2 separate regions of the Cricetulus griseus genome follow, and region 1 is linked to region 2. A link is a contact called in public Micro-C data. All regions are on one chromosome and are shown on one strand. Each heading gives the region's core, a stretch centred on a gene start, on an enhancer-like site or on the middle of the called end of the contact. The rest is flanking DNA. Distances are from core to core; before and after follow the strand shown. Region 1 overlaps Aig1 (androgen-induced gene 1 protein). Region 2 has its middle 90 kb from the start of Aig1.

Region 1 (5,329 bases), core at 515-3,014, 170 kb before region 2:
TCCTGAAGTTTTCATTTCATTCTTTCCTCTCTTTCTTTCTCTTTCTTTCTTTCTTTCTCTGTCTTTCTTTCTCTGTCTTTCGTTCTTTCTTTCTTTCTTTCTTTCTTTCTTTCTTTCTTTCTTTCTTTCTTTCTCTTGCCTTTTAATTGCCAATAGGATCAGAGAAATTGGTGAAAAGAAGCAGTGCTTAGCCCACTGTGACACGCCTGCCAGGAACTTCCAATTGCCTCATGGTTCCTACATGCCTATATATACCTTGAAGAATAACAAAAACCTGGACCCTTGCCCAGCATCTGTACAGAACTTGTGGCCAGAGAACAAATTCACCAAATTGAGTCCTGTTTCATTTATTTCCCACCTTTTGAATCTCCATAAAAACAAGTGGTTGATCTCCAGCAGCACATCGTTAGAAATTCTCAAGGTTCCTCAAGATCTAAATCACAGACTGGAAACTTCAAAGGACAAGGATTATTCAAAGCTTCCGTTCACAGTTTCTGACTTATGTGAATCCCAAATTGGTCAGTTCTGGAAACACACACACACACACACACACACACACACACACACACACGAGTGTGCGCACATACTGAGGAGATCTTTTTTTTTTTTTTTTTCATTGATTTCTGTCTGCTGTCTGCACCGACTCTGTTTTCCTGGCTCCTTTCTTTGTAGTCACTGGACTCTGCTTAGCAGGCATGCAAGCAGCTGTGCCTTTGTATCCCAGGTGGCTCGCTTTTTCTGGAAATGCTCCTCTTCTTAGTTTTCTTGGGACCTTCTCCCAGAGATAGTCCTTCGTCCCTGCAAAGACCCCGTCCTAGTCTCCCTTCACTAGCTCCTCTGCCACCCTCCCCTAGTGTGGGCACTAGCCAAGGCTCCATGCTTAACCTTCTCTCCCTTCTCCAACCCTGGCTGCTCTCTTCAGTTCTTCCCCTTCAATCCTGGAGGACGAAGTCTTGGAAAGATTGTCTGAACCATCTTCCACTTGCTCAAAACTTTCTCACAACCCTGTCAGCTGGTAGGATAAAACTGCATCCCTTTGGCCAGGACAAGAGAGTATAGTTGGCTGCCCTGGGTGAGCCTAGGGCTTCCCCCCTTTGCAGGTCAGTTTGAGGAGGACCATGTTTCTGTGCTGTTTCCAACACCACACATGCAGTTTGTAGGATGGGGTCACCTTCCCTTTCACGTCCTATCTGTCTACCACACACACATATCCAAATATCTTGCTCATGCAAGACTTTCACTAGCCTCTTGTTTCTTGAAAGATAAACCCCAAACCTCTTTTTGGTGACAGGACTCTCGTAGATCAGAGCCTCTCCTTAATTTTCTAACCACCTTTCCCTCCACGTTTAGTTACACTGGATTAAAGTTCCCTAATCTCAGCATAAATGGAAATTGCTCTTATCATTCAACATTCCCAGTTTCAGTGGTTCAGACTTATCACCACAGGCTTCAGTCCTCCCTCCTCAGAATGTTCATTTTTCATTCTCCCTAAAAGGAACCACATCAGCACCCAGAACGGTCCCAGGCAGAGGGGGGCTATCTGATCCCCATAAATATGCTGGTCCTTACTATGACTCCTCTGCCTTCTCTGAGTGACACCCACTTCCTAATGACCCTGGAACAGTACTTTTTACAGGAAAGCTTCTCCCCTGTCAGCATGACTAGGTGGAACAAACTTGTTCCTATGGCACTCTGTGACATGTTGGGTGTGTCATGAAAACATCTGGGAGCGGCTCATAGAAATCATACGGGGATACCCCCACGTAGAGGCAGAGTAGCTGATTCACAGCAGGTCCTCTTCACTCACCAGCTGCATCTGAGATGTGTTGTCATGAGCCCTTGCAAATCGGTGTGAATCCTAATGTTCTTGCAATGGCTTTTTTCGAGGAGATAGATGAATCACAATCCTAATCATGTGATTGCACTCCTTTCCGCTCACTGAGCATAAATCTCACAGGGAGAATGGGGCTTCCTGCTTTGTCTGATAGCATGAATGGCAAGTACTATCTACCTGCTAGACTCTAGCAGAAGGTATCTCTCCCATCAAGATTTACAGTAGGAGGAAATGAATCACAGGTTTTGAGGACTCACTGGAGTGGCCACTTTCGGTGGCCATGCACAGCTGCTCCCTTGATTGACACTCTCAAATAACCACACGAGGTATCTGAAGAGCCTCCGGCTCCCCAGATCACATCTGTTTCCACTCCTCTGCCAGTGTTCAAGTTGCAAGATTCTAGGGATTGCAATGACTGATGTTATTGATTTGATGCTTCACGTCTACCAGGTTTCACATCTACTGTTCAGCATTGCTAATGCCCAAAATGATTCACCTTTAGACAGAATGGAAAGGATGGATAAAGCTAGCCTTAAAAATTATCACTTATTATATAACAAAAGTTTTGTGGGGAAACTATTTTGAGTTATAAGTACTAGTGTATGCATGCACTCAAACAGACACACACACACAATTCTGAGACTTAACTCATTTGTACTTCAAGGCTGCCTAGTACATATCACTAAAATAAAAGCTTCACCTCTATATTGCCATTAAGTTTAAAAAAAAAAAAACAGGATCTAAAGCAAAATGTTTTCTTTCCTTCCCCTTCCTTGCTTGCTTCCTTCCCTCCTTTTCTCTCTTCCCTGTTTCCTTATTCTCACCTTTCTTTCACTCCTCTTCCTACCCAGGCTTTCCCAAGCATACTTTCCTTGAAAATCTCCTCTAGTCTAAGCTGAATTGGCAGGAGAACCTCCAAAACAGCGTTATGACCATGACTCACTTCATTGTAATTCTGCTTATAGGATTTATGGAAAAGAGTGGGATCCAAGAAAATAAAATAAAACTTTAAAAATCCCTCTGACAAGTAAAAGAAAAACCCTTTCTAAGGGAAATAGAGTTATATAAAAGATTTATATTTTGTTTCATGTAACAGAGGAAACCCATATCCCCTGTTAACTGCAGTCTCTAATTAGTTACAGACCATTGAACTCCATAAATATTTTTAAGGATTAATAGCAAGTGACACATATAGTATACATTTAATCTTTAATAAGTGGTAATATTAATTCATTTTTCCTAAAATCTAGACAGAGTGCCAGTATATTAGTCCCCTAGAAACCAAGGCAAAGAAGCCATGTTGTCAACCAGCCCATTAGAGTTGAGTGTGGCTGGGTGTTTCTACTTACACATTTGTCTCTTTGCCACCACACTTACATCCAGTTTAACTCCAGAGGTCACCAAGATGGCTTACCTCTTTGTTTTTATTCCACAAGTATCTTTCCTTGAACTTCAAGGATGCTACAGAGACAAATCCAAAGGTACTGAAACCTGCTTCAAAACCATGTTTAAAAAGCACAGGGGGTATGCAAGTCTTTTCAGAATCTGTGAGCTCTTATGTAGATGATGCCTGGGCCAACAGGAATCCAAACTAATGACTCAGAAAAAGAAAGGATGTTGTGTAGATCGCTACTGATGGACCTGGCTTCTAAAGGAAATGAGATTGCAGTAGGGATCATATATTTTTTAACCATCTGTATTGGCATAAATGCAAATGAAGAAAACATCTGACAGATACAGTAGCACCCTACATGTGGTTTATTCTCCAACACCCCAGTAGATGCCTGAAACCTCAGCAAGTTCCCAATGACAAGATATAAAAGCAGAGAGGACAAAGAGTCACCACCATGTTAGAACAGCTTTGGGAAGGAGGCTCCTGTTCAGTTTGGACCTGAGCAAAGATGTGAAAAGAAGCCTTTCAATAAGTCCCTACGAGGATGCAGGAGATGGCGCCATGGTGAGCTTCCAGGCAAGCATGAGGCCCTATCTCAAAAACCAAGGTGAACAGCTTGAGTAATGACAAGCATTTCCTCTACAAACACATACTCACATAGTACCTCTTACAACACACACACACACACACACACACACACAAATATGCACAACAAAAACTGCTTTACAATTTACTTGTGTGTGTATATAAACCATTTCACGAGTCTAAAAAGCCTATAATAGTGAAATTCTGAATATGGCTTTCAATGTCAAGTACTATTTGACTCCTTTGAATAACAATAAGAACCCTTCTTCCCTAATACCTAAAATATTTACTAAAGAGATAATGAAAATATCAACAGAACAAGAAAGGAAGTGGGATTTCGGAGGTCATCGGGCACCTGAGCACAGAAACTGTACCATTAAATTTCACTGCTTGGACCTTTTCTTTTTATTGTGCCTCTTGGCTTTTCTGATCTATGGTGTGTGACATCAAATACCAGAAGTTCTGGTGTTCTCCGCCTCCCTTTCCTTATGCTCTCCTGAAGAATTATAAACATTGTGTTCTCTCAAACATGTTAGGCACAACCTTGGTGGCGATGAGGTCATGAGGGCAGTACACTGGTGAAGGGGATTAATAGCCTTATAAAAGGGCTGAGGGAAACTTTTGCACCTTTAGCCATTTGAAGGCACAGTGAAAAAAAAATGGTCTGGAACCCAGAAAAGTGCCCTTATCAGGTCCTAACCATGATGGCATCCTGACCTGAACTTCCAGCATCCAAACTGTGGGAAACAGCCTAGCATATTATCCTCAGCAGAACTTTATGAAAAAACACCCAGTTTGACCTCAAGATAATGGCTGTGGTTTTTGTGAATGTGTTGTTTGCTTGCTTGCCTGCCTGCCTGCTGGCTTGCTTTTGTTTCTCTGAGACATGGTTTCATGTAACCTATGCTGGCACTGAACTCTATTAAGCAAAGGATGACCTCAAGCTCCTTGTGATCTGGTCACCTCCTTCCAAGTGTTGGGTTCAGGTATGTGCCCCCACACTCAGCAGCATCACCGGTTTAAATATGTTTTGGTATAAAGTGAGCAGTTGTGTGATTGACAATCACAATGCATAATTTTGATCTTTTGCTCATCTGCATGACTTACTTGGAGAACTCTAAAATGACGATTATGGAAGACTTGAGCTTATAAGCAAAAATGCCATCATTTTAGAGATTCCAACTTACAGATTTGAACTTACAGAAATACCAAATTAGTTACTGAAAAAGAAAATCCCAGATGAAGTAACAAGAAAGCTGCTGCTTGTAGTATGGCTCCTTTGTTATACAGAGGCACACTGAGCAGGATAGTCATTGTTTGGAAAGCTGTCCTAATTGTACAAGTACAAGTGACTTTAGTCTTCTCAGAGTTCTAGGAGAGTTGAATGGTCTTTATTACCTTTTGTAAAAGAAGTGCATAATGTTATTTTGCATAAAACTGAGAGCTGTCCAATGAGAATATCCAACCCTCCCCAGTGTTCCTTGCCCTGGCACCATGCCTAACCAGATCTTAGACAA
Region 2 (5,801 bases), core at 893-3,392:
CTACCCATGTACCTGAATATCGTAATAGTCACGATACACTACCTAGTTTAGTCTTTTAAAAAGTGGTTAAGTTTCCAACTAACATTCACTCCACCGAAGGAAACTGCTGCCTGCTACTCTGTTTGCTCAGGTTCTAAGTGCTTGGGCAGCTGCTGTGTTGTGTTTGCTGAAGGGAAATTGGATTCTTAAAGAAACCGAGTAATCTTCTCTATTAAGCAATAAAGTACAACGGGCTTTGGGCACATTTAGCAGGTGGGCTTGAAAGTGAAAAAAAAAATTGAAGATAACATTTGTATTTTAAGTGGACAATTTAAAATGTAACGACATGCATTTAAAAGAAAATGATGGCGGGTAGATTTTTTTCTATTAAGATTTCCCAGTTAAGACAAAAGGGGCAGAATATCAAGGAACTTATATAATGAAAGAAGTCGCTTAAATGGAAGCAGGCCCTGATTTTAATTGAGATCCATCTTTAAAAAATAAAAACATAGTGAAACTTATTCCATATTTCCAGATCTTCTTCTTCTAAAACTGATTAAAATTTTTATTTCATTTATCATTTTATTTTGTAGAGTCGCTCTTCACAGCAATGCTGTCACAGTATGGGGACTCTCATAATACTCTGTTTATAGGTCAAAATGAAAACCAAAACCAAAACGAAACCAAAGGCGTTATTCTCCAACTCATTAAAGAGGCGGGCCTTCCCTTTTAATATATTCATTTTTAATGAGACTGTTGGCGATTTTTTCCTCTGTGTTTTGACGTTTGTTAACTGTGAAATCTGAGACTGGAGACGCAAAATATCCCACAGTTATTGGTGATATACTCGTCTTAATAGCAGAACCACAGTTCTCGTCTCCGGCCCGAATTCCAGAGGCTAATTTCCACCCCTCCCACGGAGTCACCTGCTCTGGGGGAACCCCAGCCAGAAAGCCGGGTCGTGCCAGGTCAAATCTTGTGCGTCTCTTGTTTACTCCGCCCCGGGCTGGGCGGTGGCACGGACAAGTGGGTGGGGAGAGGGTGCTACGGCCCGGGGCTCCGCGGGACTCTTGGTTCAGAGGGCTTGGGAGAAGCAGCTTGGGTGCCCCGGGTGGGTGGCGCGCGGTCGGGCTCTGCGACTTGCCCACCCGGAGGAGGCGCTCCCGGCGCGGGCGCCGCCCAGAAGCCTGTGTCTGCGCTCTGGCGCAGCGACCTCCTGGGGACCTCCCCCGAGGGTGCACACGAGTCCACACACGCTGGGTAACGGCCCGAGGGAGCCCCGGTGTCCCCCGGGTGTTGCCGGGTTGGGGAGGAAGCCAGAGTCCCGGCCCCTACTCGCTTGGGATTCCCTCCCCACCCCCCGACGCCCCGCCCATCTCTCCCAGGGCTGGGTGTGATTTCAGTCCGGACCAAGGAAACAGAAGCGCACAGCTGGAGGTGGCAGCTCGCCCCCTTTCCCCGCAAGGCGCCCCCAGGAAACCGGCAGCTGCTCTGCGCGCCGCTGCCCCAGCCTATTTAAATACCCCGACGAGGGCGGGCGGCTTCCTGAGCAGGGTGCACCCGGGGCGCCCTGGGGAGTGACCCCGGGCAAAGCAATTGGGGCATTTCGAGCGCATGAAAACTTCGTGCTTCCGCCGGGGCACGGAAAATGCTAGTAAAACACTTTGAGAGTTCCAGGGGCTGCAGTATAATTTTTTTTCCCCCTCGATTGATAACAAACTCGTGAGTAGAGGCGGGGGTGAAGAGGCGAGGTGCCCTGGCAAAATGTGAGGAGCACACTGATCACCTAATTCCTTTCCCTAGGAAGGCAGGGAACCGGTACGTGGGAAGGGGGGGTGGGGTGGGAAGGGGATGGGCACGGAGGAGGTTTCCACACCCTAGTAGGAAATTCTCAGACTGCTCCAGACGCCCCAGTGTTTCTGCGTGGCAAGCTGATACCGATCCTCCGGGGAGATCCCGGTTCCAAGCGAGGGGAGCGAGGCCGCGACCTTCCCTCCCCGCGAGCCCGCAACGGGGCCAGTCCGGGTCGCCCGGCGCACCGCACATCCCTCGCCCCGCTGGCCAGCTCCAGACTGGTTTTTCTGGTTCAGCCTCCCTCCCAGGGACGCGCTGGGGGATCCGATGACGTCGCTGGCTGAGTCTCTCCCTCTTCCTCCCTCCCTCCGCTCGCCTCTCCCCCGCCCGCCCTCGCCGCGCACTCCTCCTAGTAACTTCTGTTCGGGGAGGCGCTGCCAGGAATAACCCGGTGCGTCCACAGCCCGGAGGGGAGGCGGCCGCTGCGGCTCCCGCACGCCGACAAACTGCGGCCCGGGCCCCGCGGCTCAAGCCCCAGCCTGGCGGCCCCGGCCCCCGGCCCCGGCTCCATCTCCTTACAGTGTCCGAAAATAAATAAATATATAAATAAAGGCAAGAGGAGCCTGGGCTGGCGGTGGGGATCGCCTCCCTCCCTCCTCCCTCCCTCCGCGCCCGCCCTCCCTCTGTCCTTAAGGAAATGCTACCAGACACCCCCCACCAGACACGCTCAGCCTGGATGAGGAGCGGCCGCGGCAGCAAGAACAAGGGCATCAGGGGGCTTTCCTCCCCCCCTCCTCTCCTTCCTCTTCTTCCTTCTCCTGCGCTGCGGTGACTTTACAGGTGAGCGGCCGCCGCGGCTGCGAGGATCCCCCCCACCGCCCGCCGCGTCGCGCCCTCCTTCGGCCGCTGTCACCCGGACTGCCGGGAGCTGACAGCCGCCCGAGGGGTTCGCGGCCGGGAGACTGGCGGCCGGCGGGAGGCGGGCTGGAGGTGAGGGGGTGGAGAGCTGGAGAGCGGGGCGCCGCCGTGCGCTGTCTCTCCCTGGTGGAGGAGGGTCTCCGCAAAAAGAAAAAGAAAAAGAAAAAGAAAGAAAGAAAAAAAGAGACATCTCCGGTGACTGTGGCATAAGTCTTTGCCAAGTTGAGTCTTGGACATTGAAGCTTGCCGGGAGCCCGAGCAACTTGAAAGGTCCCCTGGCTGGGTAGCAGCCTCCCTCCACGCCTCGACTCTTGGGTACTGGGTGCAGCCCGGGGGTGCGTGGAGGGCGCACCGGCCGCTGGCAGAGCAGAGCGGCGGGAATCTAGGTCCCTCCTCGGCTCGGTAAGTGGCCTCGGCGCTGTGTTTTTCCTGCCTGCTCCAGAGATAGAGCTTGTTTCACTTTACCCTCAAATCGCCGTCGCCCAACTCCATCGCCCCCTCGGCGGCGCGCGACCCCGGTCGGTTTCCCGGTGGCCCAGGGGTGAGGGTCGGAGGGGGCGGGGATGGGGGGGAGACCTCGGCGAGGGGGGTCGGGCGCGTTGGGAAATGCGGGGAATACCCTGGCCGAGGATCTATGCAGATGAGGGGAGGCTGCTTTGCGTAATGTCCTGGGGGGGAGGGGGCCGCGCGGGAGCGCTGGAGGCAGGAATGTGCCTGGTTACTAATGAGGGACGTGCACCGGCGCGCACCGCCCGGCCACCGCTGCGGCTGTCGCGGCCGGCGGCCCGTTGTCAGGTAGCGGGGGAGGGGGCGCGCGCGCGGCGCGGGGCCGGGGCGGCGCGGGCAGGCGGGCGAGCGAGCGAGCGGGCGGGCGGGCGGACGGCAAGGGCCGGGCCGCCGGCCTGCGGCCGAGCGAGCGCAGCCGAGGCTTTGGCTGTGGGCATTTCGGTGACTCCTTTCTCCTCCCGAGCGAGGAAGGAAGGAAGGAGAGAAGGAAGGAAGGAAGGAAGCGAAGAAGGAGGGGACTGTCTCCATGGAAGGTTCAGGCGGAGGCGCCCTCGCCTTGCGGGTGCACCGGCCGCAGAGCGGCTCCAGCCGCCGCCGGCTGGCCCCGGGCGCGTGGAGACGGGTGGGGGCGGATTGCATGCTTATTTGTGCTTCTGCTTGGGGGATCGGGAAGAAACATGTGTGTTTGGGCTGTGCACTGTGAGGAGCTGGGTCTGCGCCTTTATGTCTGTTCCCTGAAGTGGGTGGAACGTTGGCCCGTTCCGGGAATGTTCCATGACGTGGTGCAGCCACAGGAAGGGGGTTAACGAGGGGCTCTCTGCCGCGGCGGCTCTGCTGGCTGCTATCAAAGCAGATGTGCTGCTGCTGTCGCACCTCTCACCTCCCTTCACCCCCAACCCCCCCCCCTTTCCATTCTGTGCATCTGGTACTGGTAGGACTAAGACAGGAAAACAGCTCTGTGTGTGTGTGTGTGTGTGTGTGTGTGTGTGTGTGTGTGTGTGTGTGTGTGTGTGTGTGGTGTCTGTCGTATTTGGTGTGTGTGTGTGTGGCGACTCCAGATCTGCCCTGCCATCCCAGCTGTTATCACAGATCAGTGCGCTTTATACGCATGTGCCTCCCGCGTCCTGTCCCTCTTACATAACATACCCAGTGCAGCAGAGAACAGGAGCAAATGCGACCCCGACCCTCCAGGCTCACCCTGTGTGGGAGCTAGAAGGTCGGAAAGGGTCTCTGTCTGCGTGTTGCTTTGGGGATGCGGCTCCCAGTGGGGAGAGACCCAGGGAAAGGAGTGTTTCTTTTAGCGGTTCATCACTTGCCTGCTTGGAAGCATGTAAGTGCAAAGGACTGCAGGAACTAGTCCTCCGAATGCGAAAGCTTTTGACTTGCTTCGCCAAGGGAAAGTGGGCGCTCTCACCTCAGAGATGGAGCGAAGAGCAAGGGTCTGTAATAAGGACGCATGGAGGGGCCCCGCAGTAACGTGCTTAGGCTGGCGGGTAGAGTGGGCTAGCACGGAGGCGACCAGAGGAATCTCTTGATAATAGGTTACACTAGAAACCCCAGGACACCTGTAATGGCTTAGAATTCACACAGGAAGCTGTGTGTGCAACTGACATTGCAAAACCCTTATGCTCTGCACAGTTATTTAGGCCCAAAATGAACACAGAGAGGCTTGCTTCCGGTACTTTCATTATAACAGAAAAATTGAACTGATTTTTTTCCTCCTTCCCTTTCTGCCATTTTAAAAATAACTCAATTTATTTTAAAACTATATTGGTACTTTCTTCCACTCACAGGAGGACTTTTTTGTTTTTTTGTTAAGCCAACTCAGAGCCCTCATCGAGGGCTATTGATTTTTTTTCTCTTCAGCACAGTTTCTTTTGCCTGAATAATCAAACCCAGGAATTACTTGAAATATTAAAAAGATTCATACTAATTAAATTTGTAGTGACCTGTCCCCCTAAAAAAGCCCATGGAACTTTATTAGACACATTTCCTGTACTGATACAATGATACTATTTGTCCTTGAGCAAACCAAGTTATTTTAAATATGTGCATATATTATTATGGATAAATATGTGTAAGGGTTTGCAAATGTCTGATTGCTTATATGTCTTATAGGCATGCCAAGATAAAATTTTACACATTACCCAAGAGGATTGTATAATGAGCATGTAGGGTTTGAGTTTTAGGATATAGGTCCAGAAGTTTAATCAAGACAGAAATGCTTTGCTTGTGAGTAAGGTGGAAATAATATTTTATTGCTAAGAGAAAATTTTGGTGGAGCCCTAAGGAGTCATGGTACTGGATTATAACTGCATTTTTATTCTGAGAGGAGAGGGAGTTGCCAATATCCATACAATGACAGTGTGCTTCAAGTGTCATAATCTGTAGGACCACTAGGCTTGAAATAGGCACTATATTTCTCATGTACAGAAAAATACAGTATCACAACGCTGAATCTTTTGAAAATTGTCTGAGATTGTTGATTGCGTTGAGAATAGATGGTGTATAACACAAAATTGCTTAGCGGCATCTGTGGTGCATTCCAGTGATTGTATTTTATCAGATTGACTTTATTATTTATATACAACTTATTGTATATG

Evidence for each region. A called contact is a pair of places that touch in the nucleus more often than the background predicts.
Region 1: a contact with region 2 is called in a Micro-C map of the CHO-K1 cell line, with 2.3 times the contacts expected there. The contact joins two enhancer-like sites. A contact is called at or near these places in 2 of 8 Hi-C or Micro-C datasets (both in the CHO-K1 cell line).

What each region holds. Positions count from the first base shown.
Region 1 is chr2:275,128,461-275,133,789 of CriGri-PICRH-1.0, reverse strand. All of the region lies in intron 3 of Aig1 (androgen-induced gene 1 protein), which reads right to left. Among named protein-coding and RNA genes, the nearest start is that of Aig1, 77 kb to the right of the region's middle. Within about 2 kb of position 1,764, at least 2 of the 6 cell types and tissues checked have open chromatin away from gene starts, as enhancers often do. A contact at or near this core is called in the CHO-K1 cell line, where this site is marked.
Region 2 is chr2:274,961,367-274,967,167 of CriGri-PICRH-1.0, reverse strand. No RefSeq gene overlaps it. Among named protein-coding and RNA genes, the nearest start is that of Aig1, 90 kb to the left of the region's middle. Within about 2 kb of position 2,142, at least 6 of the 6 cell types and tissues checked have open chromatin away from gene starts, as enhancers often do. A contact at or near this core is called in the CHO-K1 cell line, where this site is marked.